Regions from separate parts of the Mus musculus genome. Here all the other regions are linked to region 3. Evidence: chromatin contacts called from public capture Hi-C and promoter capture Hi-C data. All regions are on one chromosome and are shown on one strand. The core of a region is the stretch at or near the end of the contact, and the rest is flanking DNA. Distances in the headings are between cores, read along the strand shown. Region 1 holds the start of Stx1b (syntaxin 1B). Region 2 holds the start of E430018J23Rik (RIKEN cDNA E430018J23 gene). Region 3 holds the start of Zfp629 (zinc finger protein 629). Region 4 holds the start of Zfp747 (zinc finger protein 747).

What was found. Promoter capture Hi-C pulls out the DNA fragments that hold promoters and counts their contacts. Capture Hi-C pulls out chosen DNA fragments and counts their contacts.
Region 1: a promoter capture Hi-C map of liver shows a contact between it and region 3, with 4 times the contacts expected there. The contact joins the promoter of Stx1b here to the promoter of Zfp629 in region 3. A contact is called at or near these places in 1 of 39 promoter capture datasets (liver), 1 of 484 Hi-C or Micro-C datasets (urothelial organoids), 1 of 115 datasets of contacts at active chromatin or transcription factors (embryonic stem cells) and 1 of 9 other capture datasets (adipose tissue).
Region 2: a promoter capture Hi-C map of liver shows a contact between it and region 3, with 4 times the contacts expected there. The contact joins the promoter of E430018J23Rik here to the promoter of Zfp629 in region 3. A contact is called at or near these places in 4 of 39 promoter capture datasets (cranial neural crest, embryonic stem cells, liver and 1 more), 1 of 484 Hi-C or Micro-C datasets (cortical neurons), 2 of 115 datasets of contacts at active chromatin or transcription factors (bone marrow-derived macrophages and embryonic stem cells) and 2 of 9 other capture datasets (adipose tissue and embryonic stem cells).
Region 4: a capture Hi-C map of macrophages shows a contact between it and region 3, with 4 times the contacts expected there. The contact joins the promoter of Zfp747 here to the promoter of Zfp629 in region 3. A contact is called at or near these places in 1 of 39 promoter capture datasets (the SN4741 cell line), 1 of 15 datasets of contacts at CTCF or cohesin (large pre-B cells), 2 of 484 Hi-C or Micro-C datasets (the P5424 cell line and cortical neurons), 6 of 115 datasets of contacts at active chromatin or transcription factors (bone marrow-derived macrophages, cardiomyocytes, embryonic forebrain and 3 more) and 4 of 9 other capture datasets (embryonic stem cells, liver, macrophages and 1 more).

What each region holds. Positions count from the first base shown.
Region 1 is chr7:127,822,311-127,826,615 of GRCm38.p6, reverse strand. It overlaps Stx1b (syntaxin 1B), which reads left to right and starts at 2,085. Exons shown (of 10, transcript NM_024414.2): 1 at 2,085-2,356. The coding sequence starts at 2,327.
Region 2 is chr7:127,390,265-127,394,918 of GRCm38.p6, reverse strand. E430018J23Rik (RIKEN cDNA E430018J23 gene) reads left to right here and starts at 1,298. Exons shown (of 3, transcript NM_198011.2): 1 at 1,298-1,666; 2 at 1,805-1,918; 3 at 2,404-4,083. The coding sequence starts at 1,483. The coding sequence ends at 3,491. It also overlaps a transcript of Zfp764 not described here.
Region 3 is chr7:127,612,617-127,616,680 of GRCm38.p6, reverse strand. It overlaps Zfp629 (zinc finger protein 629), which reads left to right and starts at 1,409. Exons shown (of 3, transcript NM_001362196.1): 1 at 1,409-1,598; 2 at 3,908-4,014. The coding sequence starts at 3,942.
Region 4 is chr7:127,373,450-127,377,916 of GRCm38.p6, reverse strand. It overlaps Zfp747 (zinc finger protein 747), which reads left to right and starts at 1,867. Exons shown (of 3, transcript NM_175560.3): 1 at 1,867-2,274; 2 at 2,415-2,528; 3 at 3,219-4,467. The coding sequence starts at 2,091. The coding sequence ends at 4,189.

The sequences.
Region 1 (4,305 bases), core at 836-3,335, 210 kb before region 3:
AACTCTGGCATTAAAGGGAGGGAGGGAGATGCTGCCAAAGAGAACCCCATCTTGCAACATCGGAATGCTACTTAACCCTTTGAACCCGCAGCTTGCTGATCTGCACACTTGGGGTAGCAGTAGTGGCTAGGAGGCTGATGAGTTACCATGTAGGGAGGAAGACATGGTGGATACGCAGAACACAGCAGCAGCGCTGTGGGGAGGGGAGGGAGACAGGGACAGGTTCTGCTCCACTGAGTGGCTGGGTAGGTAGAGATGCCATCATGGATGAGAACAGGAAGAAACACTTCTGGGCCACTATCCCTGGGGTCTCCACACCAGAGTCCTGGCCATACTCGCTATAGGTAAGCTCTGCCAGCATGGTTTTTCTCTGTGTTCTTGGCTCTGGCTTATAGCAGTGCCTTTCTCTGAGATTCCCTGGTTTACAGGTATAGGTGAGTGGGTACTACAGGCATGAAGATGCAGGAAGGTACAGTAGGCCAAGATGAGAACCTAGGCTCAGTGGGTGAAGTGTACCTGAGTCAGATCTCCAGCATCCACACAGAAGCTGTGTACAAGAGCACACCTCTATACCCCTGTAAGCCTGCAGGCCCCAGAGGCACAGAAACAGGAAGGTCCCAGCTCAACCAGTAGATCAAAAATGGTGTAAGGTTGGGTTCAGTGCAAGAGCCTGTCTCTAAAACAAAAACTACAAGTAAGCAGGGCGTGGTGGTGCACACCTTTAATCTCAGCACTTGGGAGGCAGAGGGAGGTGGATTTCTGAGTTCGAGGTCAGCCAGGGCTATACAGAGAAACCCTGTCTCGAAAAAACAAACAACACAAACAAACAAAAACTACAAGTAAGGTGGGGAATGACAGAAGCCACCCAACACTGACCTTTGACCTACATGTGTGCACATGTACAAGTGAGCACACCTACATACACGTGTACGTAAAGTCAGAGGGATTAAAAAGGAAGAAGATAACTTAGCTCCCAGGAGCCCTGACTGAGGGTCACAGATCAGAGGAAGAACTGGAGGGAGGGGGGAGGCAGAACTCAGAGGTTAAGGGCGTGGGACGTGGGGGGCGGGGGCAGGCGAGGTGAGGAGACAAGAAGAGAGTCTTGTCTTGGCTGTAGGAACTGTTGAAGGTCACAGACGGTAGGCCCTGCCTGCCATGACACAGATGAATGGTGTCTTAAGGTAGTTACTGGGTATTTGGCAAAAGCAGGGTGGAAGCCCACCCAACTGGGAGTCCAAACCCCACTGCCATGAGAAGAAGAACTGAAGTAATATTTAAGGATAGGATGGAAGGAGGGAGAGCAGAGGGTGGCAGGCTCTCTGGACCTTCTGCAGCACCAGATTCAAGATTCTACACCCCCACCACCACCAAAGATTCTACTCCCAGCAGACATCTTCCTTCCTTCTGCATCCCCATCCTCACCCCAACCCCCGGCTTGGGGGATGGAACCCAGGGCCTTGCAGGCAAGCATATACCACTGAGATTCACTCTAGGCCAAGATAAATATCATTTTTAACACAGTCATCCAAAATCCCAGACCAAAAGTCTCAGCAGGTAGTGACCACTCTGTTCTTGGGGGTTGACAAGCTGAGATCCACCAGTGCCAGGGCACTCTCAGGTAGGGTGACAAAGGATGTACAGAACAAGCCCCATGTCCTTCTCAGCAAGCAATAGCCACATACAGGGTCAGGTTTGTTATTTCTAATGCCCAAAAGACTCTTCCGCAGAGCCGAAGGGACAGGATAAAAGGAAGTCCTGCGTAGGCTCACAGACACTCCGCTCCTCTCAGGTTAGTCCCTTAGTTCATTGCCTTAGACCTTCTCTGACGGTCCACCCCAACTGCAGTTTACCCAGCATCTCTATCCCTGCCTCTGCATCTCTCCGAGCTTCTTGGGCTCCCCCCTCCCAACTTCTGGGCCTCCCCAGTGCCCCTCCCTTGGGTGCCCCTCCCCGGACTACAACCCCCAGGCGCCCCCAGCCCGGGGCGCTGCGCATGCCCCCTGCTCCCCGCCCCCTCCGCTCCCCCTCCCTCCCTTCCTCCTCACCTCCCTCCGCCCCCCTCCCCCGCGCCTCGGCTCCCGCATCCCTCCATCCAACCCTGTGCCGCAGCCGCATCGCCACCGCAGCCTAGGCAGAGCCCAGTCGGCCCAGGCCCCTGTCTCTGCCTGGCCTTAGCTCCCCGCCCCCCCGCCGCGCACCTTATCCGCACATCCCTCGGAGGTCTAGCCCGGTGCCCCCAGACCCCGGCCTCCAGGACAGAGGCAAGAGGCAGAGAGCAGCAGCGGAGGCGGGAGGACGAAGAAGGGGAGGAGGAGCCCGTCGCAGGATGAAGGATCGGACTCAGGAGCTGCGGAGTGTGAGCTAAGGGGTGGGAGAGGTGGGGAGGCGGGACCCTGTATTTGGGGAGCGCTTGGGGGATGGAGTGGGGGAGGTTCTGAGACATGGGGAGCAAATGATGAGACTAGAGGTTGGAAGCCAGGAGCCCTCACATCTCCTGGCACCTGGTATCTCCAGTGAACCTGCAATTGGAGGACAGTGGCTGGAAGGAGTTGGAGGCCATTAAGACACAAGGGGGCAGGAGAGGTCTCAGGGGCCTGGGCAGCCCAAATGCCCGGGAGGACCCTAGAATCTAACCTGGGGGTGGGAGAAAGTGAATGTCAAGAGAGGATTGGGGGACACCATCATCCCCTAGAGCAGGCTTGTCAAATTAGGCGGATGGAGGGGGTGGTTGCTGGCCAGGCCGGGTCCAGGAGGACCCAGATTTGGGATGCTATGGAGGACACAGGTTGGAACTAGATGCCAGCACCTGGCAGTGAATGAAGTGTGTGGTGGTACTGGTGGTGGTGGTGGTGGTGGTGGTGGTGGTGGTGTGTGTGTGTGTGTGTGTGTGTGTGTGTCCACGCGCACGCGCACTGGTATGTTGCTCCGTGGGGAGAGGGCACTGCTCAGAGGGGGAGTGTGTGTGTGTGTGTGTGTGTGTGTGTGTGTGACTGAGTTCCCCTGGGCCAGAGCCTCAGCTTAGGTGACCCCAAAGGTGAGAGAGGAGAGAAAGATCCATCCACCAGGTCACAGAATTGGGTTGTGTGACATAGGCCACACAGTGCTTGGGGGAACTGGAGCATGGGAGCAGCCAGGGGCAGGCTGCTGGAAGCCAGGGGCCAGGCTCCAGGCGGTTGGCCAGCAGAGCTGGAGGAGGAAAGGTGGGGGGCTGCAGGGGAGGCTGCTCTTTGGAGGGACTGTGCTCGCCTGCTGAGAATGGTTTTGGGCAGGGAGGGTGCCGAGACATTTTAAGAATGACATGAGCCCAAGGAGCTTGAGGTTCCAGTTTGCTGTGTGACAGTGGCCTCTGGATTGGGATATGTCAGAATTCCAAGGGATTGTTACTCTACGTGACAGATTGGGAAACTGAGGTTCAGGGATGGGAAGGGACTGGCCCAAGGTCATCAAGCAAGTATGTGTGTGGTACAGGTCAAATGGCTCAGGGGCCTCCAGGCTGCCGAGTTGACCATGGGACTACACCCTCCGGCCTTTGAAACACAAGTTTTAGAGTGTTGTTGGAAGCCTCCAAAGGTTGGGCCTGGAGTTGGGGACCCTGGTTCACAGGCCATACGGGGAAGGAACACAGTGGCTCTTTGGAGAGGAAGTGGGGAGAATGAAGGAGCTGACTGTGAGGGAGGAGATGTGAAGGAGTATTTACTGCGTGAGGAAAACCATAGTAGCAATGGCAACTGTACTGTGTGTGTTTTATAGGAAATCACCTCTGATTCCCGGCAATCTTATGAGGCTGGTGTTAGCATGATCTCATCTCACAGAAAAGGGAACAGAGGCTCAGAGACATTAAGGAACTTGGCCAAAGTTACAGAGCTAGAAAAAGGCAGGATTCAAACCCAGACCAGCAGCCTCAGTATCCTAACCGCCCCCCCTCCAGGTGCAGTTTGCAAAGCAGGTTGTCATGGCAATCCCATTAGATCCCAACCAACTTCCTGGTAAGGTAGACAGAGAGTCTGCCTTGTCTAATATTCAGGAAAACTGAAGCCCAGAGGGTTTAAAGATTTCCCCAAGCCACACAACTAAACAAGGGAGAAAATAGAATTCGAACTCAGATCTCCAGCAGCCAAGAATATTCCATGACTCCCAAACCTAGAGAAATGCGATAAGGTGGGGGTGGAAGTGTGGTATAATTAGAGGGAGAGGGAGACAGAGTGGGGAGAACTCTGAGTGAGTCAGGGCTCCCTGCCCAGAGGTGAAGAAACCTGTGGCCAGGGCTGCCGGAGGGGGTGGGGGTGGAGGAAGCCAGGTGGCTAG
Region 2 (4,654 bases), core at 49-2,548, 220 kb after region 3:
TGCCACCACTGCCCAGCCAAGATTCCTTTCATAGGTAGGTATTTTATATTAAAATAGCAATGAACCAGACTGAAAACCTGGATGTATATGACCGTGAGTAGGGCCTCATTCCTCTCTTGGATATTTCATGGGAATCTCACAATCTTCCCAGAAACTTTAATTCCTTCCTGGAAGTGAAGGGGAAAAAAAATCCAGATGGGCAGATGTAGAGTTTTAGAAGATTAGGTCGTGAATGTTCCGAGTGTCCTGGCTGATCAAAGACCAGCTCTATGATCTCAGACATGTGTCAAGGACAGTATTTCTCAACTACTTTGAGATGTGTAGACCAAGCTGGTGGAAACAACCTCTGAGACTGCTATACTTTCTAGCTTATTAATATTCTTCCTGCCACAGGCTTTCTGGGGCTCCACAATACACTGACCAGAAGAAAAACACCAAACACCTGTTAATTCCTGAGTCCAGCCATTGCTGGACCTCCATCTTGCTGACAGGGTTCAGGATCCCAGGCTGGAACTAACAACTATCCTGTGACTTTAGGTGTTTCATGTTTGTTATCCAGTAAAGGCTGTAAAGAGGGATGTTGCTGTTATTTGCTGTCTAAACTAAGGCACACAAGTCATAAATGTGCAGATTGCCCACTCCATTGTTCCCTTATCATTCTAAATTCCAGACCAGTCCAGGATGCGACCTGGCTGCAAAAGCTAAATCAAGGAACCTGAAACAAAGTGACGCTGATGAGGTCCAGTCACCAAAGTTAACTTCCTTGCTTAACCCATTGTGTGAAAGACTGACTAACGCAACAGTGCACCCAAGTCCCCCTTGCTTTGTGTTTTCATCCTATGAAAACGTTATATAAGCTCTGTTCCGGGATGCTGTTCAGCTCCCAAATTGGCCACTACATACGCGTGCACAGAAATAAAGCTTTCATTTTTAAACTTCTATCTCTGAAATGAGTTTTCTCAGATTCTACCCCAACCCAAAATTCACAGACTGCTTCCACCTAGCTTAACTTGAGAGTGGTGTGAACACACAGAATCTGTACCATTCCTCAACTGCACGATACTCGCGGTCCTGGAGTCCCCGCCCACATAGGCACGTCCACTTCAGTCTTGGTCTTAGATTGGCACTTGTAGACACTTTGGCCATTTTGGATGAGGGCTAGAAAACAATGACCCAGGAAATCCGGTGACGTAACCTTGGGCGGGACCCCAGGGATCAAGGTTCTTGTTACTCCCCGCCCCGCCCCGCCCCGCCCCGCCCCCACACGTTTATGCACAAATACTGCTACCATTTCTATGAGTTCATCACCACGTCTTGCATCTGTACCTGCTTCTAGGAATCTTCAATTTTCACCTACATTAGGGTGCTCACGGACCTGATATATGTCCTTTCTCAGCCCTGGTACCCCACCGCGGCAACCTAGGATCTGGCAGGCGATCCAGGGGACGCCAGGCAGATCACGGAACAGTGCGGGGAGTCCCCATGGCGCCGCGGATGGCCCCGGAAAGGGCCTCCGCTTGGCCTGCATTCCTTAAGCCTGGGACTGTGAGCTTCGCGGACGTGGCCGTGTACTTCTCCCCGGAGGAGTGGAGGTGTCTGCGGCCGGCGCAGAGAACCCTGTACCGAGAGGTGATGCGCGAGACCTATGGTCTCCTGGCCTCTCTGGGTGAGAACCTTCCTGGCCGCCTGGGTTCGCGTAGCCCTTGACACTGTGGGTCATGCGGTGGATCGGAGTTCCCTGGGTACGGGTGGTCGTAACAAGTGGGTCGACCTGACTCGTGGGGTTTGCTATCTTTCCCTCCAGAAGTCGGGGGCGACAAACCAGCGCTCATCTGCTGGGTGGAGGAAGAGTCCGAAGTGTGGGGACCCGGTGCCCAGGAGCCAGAGGTGGCCATGTGCAGGACAGAAGTCCACTCAGGTGAAGGACTGGGTACTTGCCTGGGGAAACTTCTGTGTTGCCAGCCTGTGTGGTGTCTTCTAGTGACTGCACTTACTGCCTGGCAGTTTCTTCCCTGTTTTTCTGTTTCTTGGCCAAAGCCATGATGGCTGGCCCCTGGATTCATCTGAAAAGGGTTCTGTCCAGTGCTCTCACCTCATATCTACAGGGTCACTAGGCTGTATAGGTTGTAGCCCCTCGTTCCCACTCCTCTGCTGCCATCTCTGTGACTGCGTTCTGGAGTCTCCTTCAGTTCTTGCTGTCCACCTCTGACAAGTGCTTAGCTCACTGCACTTGGGAATGGGGACCACACAGACACCTTTCTTTATGCTGCATCTGGACATCTGTGCACCACGCATGCTCAGATGCTGTGGCCTCTCCCCTCCTGTGCCCTGTTTCCATGTGGGGCTGTGGGAATCGAGGGGCAGTAGAGTCAGAGTCTGAGCTTTGTCATGGTCTCCCAGCAGATTGCAGGCACGAGAAGGAAGGGAAGAGACCAAGGGAAGAGACCAAGGCAACCAAGAAGATACTTTCTCCAGAAGCTGGGCCTATGGAGCCACGCCCCTCCTTTGCTTCCCCTTCTTGCAACTTGGAGCTGCTTTTCAAGAACTCTCAGCAGGGGCACCCCACTGTTGCGGTGCACAACCCTATCCTAAAAGCAGACCAGCGTCATGGGTGCCATGTGTGTGGGAAGAGTTTTGCCCACCAGTCCAAACTGGTGGAGCACCTGTACACTCACACAGGTGAAAAGCCATTTCAGTGCCCAGACTGCGACAAGTATTTCGGCCGGGCTTCTTCCCTGAGCATGCATCGAGCCATACACCGAGGGGAACGGCCGCATCAGTGTCCTGACTGTGGGAAGAGTTTTACCCAGCGGTCCACATTGGTGGCGCACATGTACACTCACACAGGCGAAAAGCCGTTCCATTGCCCTGACTGCAACAAATCTTTCAGCCGGCCTTCTTCCCTGAGCTCTCACCGGGCCATACACAGAGGGGAACGGCCTCATTGTTGCTCTGACTGTGGCCGAGCTTTCACGCATCGCTCTGGCCTCATTGCCCATCTCCGTGTCCACACTGGGGAGAAGCCTTACTGTTGTGCTGATTGTGGACGCTGCTTCAGCCAGAGCTCTGGGCTCCGTGAGCACCAGCGGGTGGTACACAGCGGTGTGACCCCCTTCACTTGCACTCACTGCGGCAGAGCCTTTGCCCGGGCCGCATATCTTCAGTGTCACATGCGCACCCACACGGGTGAAAAGCCTTATTCATGCCCTGACTGTGGACGCTGCTTTCGACAGAGCTCTGACATGGCAGCCCACAGGCGGACCCACAGTGGTGAACGACCCTACCCCTGCCCTCAGTGTGGCAGACGCTTTCCCACGAAGTCAGCTGTGACAAAGCACCAGTGGGTCCATAGACCAGGAGCTAAAGGCCATAAGGACAAAAAATTCAGTCAGTTATCTATATCCCTAGACCCTAGCCAAGAGGACCCGGATCCACCTGTGGGCTTCCAACATTATCCAGAGATATTCCAGGAGTGTGGGGGATGGTCTTAAAGGCACCAACATAGAGGGTGAAATATGTACATTGTTTGAGGCCCAGAGGGTTGAACCTATGGCATCTTCCTGAAGTCACAGACATTCTAGGTACTGCTGGTCTGAGCACCGGGTACAGTCTTCTAGGAGGTTTCCAGATGCATCTGCACACACTCCGGATGTACCGTCGTCCTGGCGTCTATTGGGCTGGGCTGGGCAACCCCACTAGAGCTCCATGAGAAGCGAGGGCCTTTTCCTGGCTCAGAAGTATTGAGGGGCCTGAGGATGAAGAGAGCCTCGTTGAAGTCATCGTGTCTTTAATGCAGAGGCTAAAGTTGATGGCTCTGTGTGGGTTGAGCCTGATGCATTCTCCGGGATTGAGTTACTTGTCAAGAGCCCGGCGTGGTGGTTCCTGCCTGTGATCCCCACACTGGGGAGGTAGAGACAGGAAGATCAGGAATTTGAGACCAGTTTGGGTCACCTGAGACTGCATCTAAAAATAAAGTTACAACTGTAATTAATTACAGTTTAAAAACCAAAGTATCTATGACATGTACCAAAGGCCCAAGTTTCTAGGTTCTCTGGAAAAAATCCAAAATATTCAGCCCAGCAAACAAGACAGAAGAGTTCTGTGGTCCATTCTCAGTACTACATACACTGTGTGTGCCGCTACATGCTTGCTTGCAGCACTTGGTAGCTGGTGGCACAAGGATGTTCTGAACTTTAAGGCTGCCCTCAGTTACAGACAGACAGACATGTGGGAACTAAAAGGGGGTGGGGGAAAGTGGGGGTGGGAGTGGGGGGGGAGGCTAGCCCAGGTCCGGCCAGAGTTACTCCTATGCTCTTGGCAGACTGACATGGGAGGACTGCCAGACGCTTTCAACTCAGCCCCAGGTGGGCATCTAAGCCACTGACCACAATCAGTAGGGGTGGACAAAGGGCAGCCCCGGAAGCCAAGGGGCCCCAGGGTGACACCCTGTGCCCCAGGGTTATGGGAGAAAGGGCTTAGGGAGAGAGGTAAACACGGGAGAGTCTGCGCAGCGGGCCTTGATGAACAGAGACAGTCTATGGTTTTAGAGCTTTAATGTAGAAAGGCAGGGGGAAAGAGAGAAGGTAGAAAGAGAGAGAGACGTGCCATGGACAAGAAGAGAGATGGGGGAAAAGGAGGGAGAGAAGAAAGGCTA
Region 3 (4,064 bases), core at 160-2,659:
CTTCCCTTCTCTTCTGAGAGGGTGGAGCCTCCCCTGTTTCTATTCCCTCACCCTGGCACATCAAACATAGCTAGATGCATCCTCTCCCACTGAGACCAGACAAGGCAGCCCAGTTAGGGGAACAAAATCCACAGGCTGGCAAAAGCTGTAGAGACAACCCCTGATCCAGCTGTGGAGGACTCACATGAAGACCGAGCTATATACATCTGCTACATGTGTGGGGGAGGGGGGTTTGACCCAGCCAGTATATATTCACCTAGGTTGGTCTTAATTCATGGTGATTTTCCTGTGTCAGCTTGCAGTGCTAGAGTCACAGCTATTCACTCCCATACAGGGCTTGGAATTTATTTATTTATTTATTTATTTATTTATTTATTTATTTATTTATTTAAGGTTTGAAACGAGTCCTATTGTGCATCCCAGGCTGATCCTGAAGTCCAACTCTTGATTCTCCTGCCTCAGCCTACTAATGGCTGAAGATTACAGGTGGTGTGCTTAGCTACTATGGAACTTTTTGAGGGTAGAATGTTCAATTGTTCAACTCTGGTCTCCTCACACCTGGGTTCATTGAAAACTGTGGCCTCGAACTTTACCTCACATCTCATGTCTTGATTAATTTGCCTTGTAAAATGGGGATGATTCTAAGTCCTCTCTCAGGATGTGGTGGGGAGAAAATGAGACACAAGCAGGAACAGTTTGGGAGCCCTGTGAGGTTCCTTGTTTAGAAACAGGGTCTCGCTAGGTAGCCTGGAGCTATGTGGGCCACGAATATTTTGAACCTTCAGGTCCTCCTGCCTCTGTCTCCCAAGCAACGGAATTACAGGAATTCACCACTACTTCTTGCTCCCTAAGTTTATGGAAGGATTGCCCTGCAGTGAGTTGCATACCTTACCACCGAGCTGCTGGGAAGGGGTAATGCTTGCCTACCTTGTCAGTTTCTTCCTCCAGGGAGACCTGACCACCGGTGGGGGGGTGAGAGGTGGGTAAGAGGGTCCGTAGCGCTGGGTAGCCTTGCCTGGCCCATTAGCTTCTGCTCTTACCGCTAGGTCAGCCCACCCAACCTTTGCTTTCACCTCCTAATCACCAACCCAGGCATACCAGCCCCAGTCCTGGGTGAGTCCAAACAAAGGCGGGTCTCAGGGGACCCGCGGCGGCCGAATCTGAGATCAGCTTAACTGAGCGGCTGGCAGAGTCTTTGGAGAGAATGGCCAGAAATCCGAAGACCTTCGCCGGCCTCTGAGCTCCCCCAAAAGCTGATCTTCCGTGATTCCACTAGACACTGGGAGAGGGGCGTCATCAGCCACCTCCTTGCTTCCATACCCACCCCCTCATTTTTTCCCAGGCTGTGGGAGGCAAAGGGTTAAATCCCATAGAGCTGATGTTCTGACTCCAGGCTAGAGGGGCCCGGGAAGCTGGGGTCACTTCCTGCTCCGTCCCAGTCACCCTGAACTGGTCCCCGGGTCCTCAGCCTGGAATCACCCCTTGAGAAGGACCCTAGAGTTCCCGGCATCTAGCCCGTCCCCCGAGGCAGGGCACTTAAGGGGTTAAGTCCCCTGGGGCTGGCCTCTGCCTTTCGGCTTTTCCCAGACCCCAGAGCCGTGAGTTGGGGCCGCCTGGGTTCCCGGGGTGGCCTGGAGGCCCGGGACAGCCGCCGGGGAACAATAGGGCCAAGGAGGCGGCGACGGGCGAGGGGCGCAGGCCGGGCCCGGGGCGGCGGGGGACGGCGGCCGGGGGATTGTGAGAACCGCGCGGGGACCGCCGTGGGGGAGGGGAGGCGCGCGCGCCCAGAGAGCGAGTCCGGCCGGGGGCGGCGAGGCGGCCGCCGCTCTCCCGGAGCCGGGCAGCCTGGGCGTCCGCGGCGGGGAGGGAACGCCGGCGGCTCGCCTGGGCTTTGGGAGCCGGGGACAGGGTGGGTGCTCCCGGCCGGAGGCGCTCAAGTCTTGGTCCGCCGGGGTGCGGGGGGCGGCGTCGAGGGCGGTCCCGCTGCCTCCTGGTCAGGGTCACCCTGGGCCGCGCGCACCTCCGCGGGAAGGCAGCCGTCTCCGGCAGTCCTTCCCGCCTCGGTCCTCTGGGGGTCGTCCGGGGCAGGAGGCTGGCGCTCTTGGGCCTGGGCTGGTTCCCAGTAGTAGTCGCCTCGCAGTCTTTGCTACTTCTTGCATGTGGCCTGGTTATTAACTCTTTCCCTTCTACGGTAGGCCCTTGAGTTTTAAGTTTCTCTGTCCAAGTATCTAAGCTCCTACCTGTTCTCGGTCAGCTCAGCAGGGTAACCTTCTCCTCTCCGGGGGGCCCCCATCTCTCCCTAAAAACACTTAGAGATAGGGGATGGCTAACTCACTTCTCGGCTGCATTAGCAGTTGGTCAGCTGTCCATTGCTTCACCTGCTTCACACCCCAGCTACCTCTTGGTGAGCTTTGTCCTCTTTGTCCCTGTGCACAAAGTACCTATGCACACTGTCACCCCGAGGGTAGATTATTCCAGGGATTCCGTTAGATGTCAGCGCCCTCCTGCAGCCCTGTTCTCTCTCCTGGGGATCACCCCCGGGATTTTGAGTGACAGATATGACTCCTTCCCCTGGGGGCTCACTCTGACGAACTTATGTCACTTTTCTGACATCGATCTGCAAACTGATCTTAAAAGACACTGAACAAGATAGGCTGGCTTTCTGGGAGCATGAGGTGTCCAGCTCACTCAGTCCTCCAGCAGAGTTTTTACTGGGTACTTGTCCTAGGTGTGTGATGAAGCATCAACAAAAAGAATAAGGCAGAAGGATGGGTCCCCAGGTGTGTGTCTGGGTGGCTTTGGGGACATCCGTACCTAGAGCTCAGAGACGCAGCCTCTCAGACCTCCTCACTGGGTCTGACTTTTGCAGCCGAGGGAACTGGGCTTCCCTGCACTTTTCTGGCTCATTCTCGGGCTTCCGAGCTCTCCTCCTCTCCTGCCAGGAGACCACAAGTAGGAGTCTCATGTGACTGTCAAGGTCAACCCATGCCACAGGGCAAGCCAAACACAGAACGCGGAATTTGTGGTCTTAGCCCTGTTACTTCCCGCCTTGGGGCCTTGGAGACATTTCCCCCAGTGTCTACTTACTAATCTGTAAAATGGACAAATGACTCTTAAGTCTCTCAAGGCAGTGAAAGGAAGAAGACACCTGGTAGTCACCTATGCTCTCTACACACTTGCTTCCCTCCCCTCCTTGCTTGTCCTTTCTCCTTCATTTTGTTTGAGACAAGGTCTCGGGTAGCTGGGACTGACCTTGACCTTGACCTTCTGATCCTCTGGTTTCCATCTCCCAAGTATGCCACCGAGTCAGGCTCCCCTTTTCCTTGCCTTCGTCTCCTGTAGGAGCCCCTGACTTCAGACTCCCCTTCCCACCCATAGGCTATCCTCTGTGCTTGGAGAATGGCAAACTGCCCCCACTCTTTGTGAGTAGTTGTCCCTTCAGGGAAACTTTTTTTTTTAACCCCTTAAAAAGAGTCAGTCTCAGTTCTCTCTGGGGCTCATAAGGGAAAAGTTTATTGCTCTCAATTAGCAGTCCCATAAAGGAAGAAAATTGGAGTCTTAATGAGCTTCCTCTGATTTGCAAAATAACACGTTTCCAGGCCTCTGGGCATCAGATGTGTGGGGTGAAAGCCTGCCTCCCATCTGAATGTTGGATAGCGCTCCAGCCTTCAGTGCAGGTACAGAGGGTTATGACGATGGGGTTTCCATTGCCTCTCCATTCACCGACTTGCTTCATTGCAATCTGGAAGATTTGCAGTATTTGGAACCAGGCCTTTGAGACTAAGGGGCTCAGTGAGAAATGGTGTCGGAGAAGTGAGTGGCGGCAGGTCCCCGAGAGTCACACAAGTGGGAGCACAAAGAAAAGCACTAAACCTGGTCCCATTGTGTACCCATCTCTCCCCACCAGAGACCCTGGAACCTTCACAGTCTGCAGCCGTGGGATGGAGCCTGAGACGGTGCTGTGGGGCCCGGATCTGCAGGGTCCTGAAGAGAGCCAGAATGAGGCTCATAGAGGTGAGGGGCACAAGGGACTGTGGGCAGTCACAGGGGAGGGAAGAGAGACC
Region 4 (4,467 bases), core at 618-3,117, 240 kb after region 3:
GCTCAGCTTGCTTTCTTACAGAACCCAGATCTATCAGCCCAGGGATGCCACCGCCCACAATGGGCACTTCCACCTTGATCAATAATTGAGAAATATTATTGTCAATTATGTCTTATTATGCTGGATCTCATGGAGGCATTTCCTCAAGAAATTTCCTAAGAAAAGATGTTTCTCTGCCAAATTTATTTAACTTTCATCTCTACCTGTTGTGTGTGTGTCTGTGTGTTTCAGCATCTTGTCAAGTCCAGCCATTTACTACATCCAGGACAGCTCCAGAGAAGCAACCCACCGGTGCTCCCATCTTCTTTCACAGGCACAGATGCACCTATTGGACCTGCTCCATCCTCTCTCTCCATAGATGGTTCCACAGACCCTGGACAGCAAGGAAACAGCCAACTCTGCTAAGACTGGACCGACTTCCCCATACCCATTTTCTTAGGGTTCCCAGACACATGTCACCCCAAAGTCAGCAGGAAGTAGTCAGACATCATGATAGTCAGACATCATGACAACCCTACTCCTGCTTCACCATCACCACTTTGAAAATTTCCCTTTTTTTAATTAAACCAAAATGGGGGAATGTTAACATTTCTTCTAGGCTCTGCCCTCGTTTCCTGCCAACAGCCATGACTCATTATAAAAGGGTCTGCTTGCTCCCTCCTTTTGCTCTCTTGCTCTCTAACCCTCTTCTGCTCTGTCCCTTCTCTCCCCATTCCCCTCCCCCCTCTATATGTGTTCTACTCCCTCTCTTTCTCTGTCTCTCTCTCTTTCTCTCTCAATCCCTCTATCCTTCCCCCTTCTCTCCCTCTCTCTCTGTCTCCCTGCCTCTGTCTCTATTAAGCAGTCAACTCTCCTCCCCATGCCTTAAATGAACTCTATTCTATACTGTACCATTGTGAGCTGGTCCCTCTGGAGGAATGGATGCCTGAGCATGAGCTCACAGAGGTACCCCATTCACCTACCCCACACTGTGCCTCCACCAACATATCCCTGGTTTCTTTGTCTTTTTTTATAAAGTACAAACAGCTCTGAATGATGACAAATAGGATAATATCCCTTTTGTAAGTAGGTATTTTTATATTAAAATAACAATGAGTCAGACTTAAATCCTTACTGTGAGTTGGACCTCATTCCTCCCGGGACTCTCACAAATGGCCCAGATATCTTAACTCCCTCCTATGAGTGAGGCAGAGAAATCCAGTTGGGCAGGTGTACATCTAACCTTTTAGAAGATTAGATGGTCTGGAATGTCCCAGGTGTCCTGGCTGATCAAAGATCAGCTCTGTGATCTCTGATCTGTATCAGGAGCAGTCAGTATTCCTCAACTAGTTTGAGATTTGTAGACCAAGCTGGTGGAACCACCCCAATTGGAGGCCTGCTTCATTTGATAGCTCATTAACAGGGCTGGAGAGATGGCTCAGCAGCTAAGAGCACAGACTGCTCATCCTAAAGGTTCTGAGTTCAAATCCCAGCAACCACTTGATGCCTCACAACCATCTCCTGGTGTGTCTGAAGACAGCTACAGTACTCGTTGAAATTAATTTAAAAAAAAAAAAAAAAAGCTTATTAACAGCCCTCCCTCCACAGGCTTGCTTCTAGCTCCAAGATGAACACTGACCACAAATAAAATACTAAACATCTATTCACAGGCCGCTTCCACCTAGCTGACTGTGAGAGGGGTGTGGTTCTCCTGAGACCATAAAACCCTCCCTGTTTGTGGTGCTCACAGGCAGGGTGTGTCATGTTGGCCTGCCAGCCTGGGACTTGTTCTCAGACTGGCACTTGTAGACTCTGTGGCCATTTTGGTTGAGGGCTTGATGTCATTGGTGCAGGAAGTCACGTGATACAACCCTGGGCAGGACCGCTAGGGAGCGTAGTTTTGAGACGCCGCGCCCAAGTCCACATTTTTACTCGGTCTTCCGGAAATCTCCGCTGTGCTCCTATCAGTTTTCACTTTTTCCCTACGTTAAGGTGCACACGGACCTGGTTCCTGTCCTTTTTCAGCCCTGGTACCCGAAAACGGACACGTTGGACTGGGCAGGCAATCCCAGGAGTGCGGGGCTGACCCAGGGACTGTGCGGGGAGTCTACATGGCGCAGGTGATGGCCCCGGGAAGGGCCTCGGTACCGCCTGTGTTCTGTAAACCTGGGACTGTGAGCTTCGCGGACGTGGCCGTGTACTTCTCCCCGGAGGAGTGGAGGTATCTGCGGCCGGCGCAGAGAGCCCTGTACCGAGAGGTGATGCGCGAGACCTACGGTCTCCTGACCTATCTCGGTGAGAACCTTCCTGGCCGCCGTGGTCGCGATGCCTGTGACACCGTGGGTCCTGCGTGGCAGCAGAGAGACCTGGGCACGGGCGGTCGGAACCAACTGGGTCGTCCTCCTGACTAGTGGGTTTGCTATCTTTCCCTACAGACGTCGGATGCGCCAAACCAGCGCTCATCAGCTGGGTGGAGGAAGAGTCCGAAGTGTGGGGACCCGGTGCCCAGGATCCAGAGGTGGCCATGTGCAGGACAGAAGTCCACTCAGGTGAAGGACTGGGTACTTGCCTGGGGAAACTTCTGTGTTGCCAGCCTGTGTGGTGTCTTCTAGTGACTGCACTTACTGCCTGGCAGTTTCTTCCCTGTTTTTGTTTCTTGGCCAAAGCCATGATGGCTGGCCCCTGGATTCATCTAGAAAGGGGCTGTGATTGTTCTGTCCAGTGCTCTCACCTCGTATATACAGGGCCACTAGGCTGTACGGGTTGTAGCCCCTCGTTCCCACTCCTCTGCTGCCATCACTGTGGCTGCCTTCTGGAGTCTCCTTTAGCTCTTGCTTTCCACCTCTGAGAAGTGCTTAGCTTACTGCACTTGGGAATTGGGACCACACAGACACCTTTCTTTTCTTTTCAATTCTTTTCCTTTATTTTTTATTTTTTATTTTTTTAGAGGGTTTCTCTGTGTAGCCCTGGCTGTCCTGGAACTCACTCTGTAGACCAGGCTGGCCTCGAACTCAGAAATCTGCCTGCCTCTGCCTCCCAAGTGCTGGGATTAAAGGTGTGCGCCACCAAGCCGAGGCCCAGACCCCTTTCTTTATGCTGCATTTGGACATCTGCACACTGCACATGCTCAGATGCTGTGACATCTCCACTCCTGTGTCCAGTCTGTCCCCTTGTGGGGCTGTGGAAATTAAGGGGCAGTAGAAGTCAGAGTCTGAGCTTTTTTCATGGTCTCCCAGCAGATTGCAGGCACGAGAAGGAAAGGAAGAGACCAAGAGAAGAGACTGAAGCAATGCAGAAGACATTTTCTCCAGAACCTGGGCAGAAGGAGCCACAACTCTCATTTGCTGTCTCCGCTAGTGGAATTCAAGCCACGGTCCTAAGGGCAGACAAGCGTCACGGGTGCCATTTGTGTGGGAAGAGTTTTGCCCGGCGGTCCACGTTGGAGGCACACATGTACACTCACACAGGTGAAAAGCCGTTTCAGTGCCCAGACTGCAACAAACGATTTGGCCGGTATTCTTCCCTGAGCACTCACCGAGCCATACACCGAGGGGAACGGCCGCACCAATGTCCTGACTGTGGGAAGGGTTTTACCCAGCGGTGCACTTTGGTGGCACACATGTACTCTCACACAGGTGAAAAGCCGTTTCAGTGCCCAGACTGCAACAAATGCTTCGGCAGGTATTCCTCCCTGAGCATGCACCGAGCCATACACCGAGGGGAACGGCCACACCAGTGTCCTGACTGTGGGAAGGGTTTTACCCAGCGGTGCGCATTGGTGGAGCACATGTACTCTCACACAGGCGAAAAGTCATTCAATTGCCCTGATTGCTGCAAGTCCTTTGGTCGGCCATCTTCCCTGAGCAGGCACCGGGCCATACACCTCGAGGAGCGGCCTCATCGCTGCTCTCACTGTGGCAAGACTTTTACACAGCGCTCTTCACTCACCAGCCATCTCCGTGTCCACACTGGGGAGAAGCCTTACTGTTGTGCTGATTGTGGACGCTGCTTCAGCCAGCGCTCTAGGCTCCATGAGCACCAGCGAGTGGTACACAGCGGTGTGACCCCCTTTTCTTGCACTCACTGTGGCAGTGCCTTTGCGGATTCCAAATATCTTCGGCGCCACATGCGCATCCATACAGGTGAGAAGCCTTATTCATGCCCTGACTGGTCGCTGCTTTCGCCAGGGCACCGAAATTCCAGCCCATAGGAGGACCCACACTGGCGAGCGTCCTTACCCCTGCCCTCAATGTGGCAGGCAGTTTCGCACAAAGTCAGCTATGACAAGCTACCAGTGGGTCCTTAGACCAGGATTAAAGGCCATAAGGACAAAAAAGCCAGTCAGTTATCTATATCCCTGGACCCTAGACAAGAGGACCCGGATCCACCTGTGGGCTTCTAGCATTACCCAGAGTTATTCCAAAAGTGCGGGTGATGGTCTTAAAGGCGCCAACATAGAGGGTGAAATATGTACATTGTTTGAGGCCC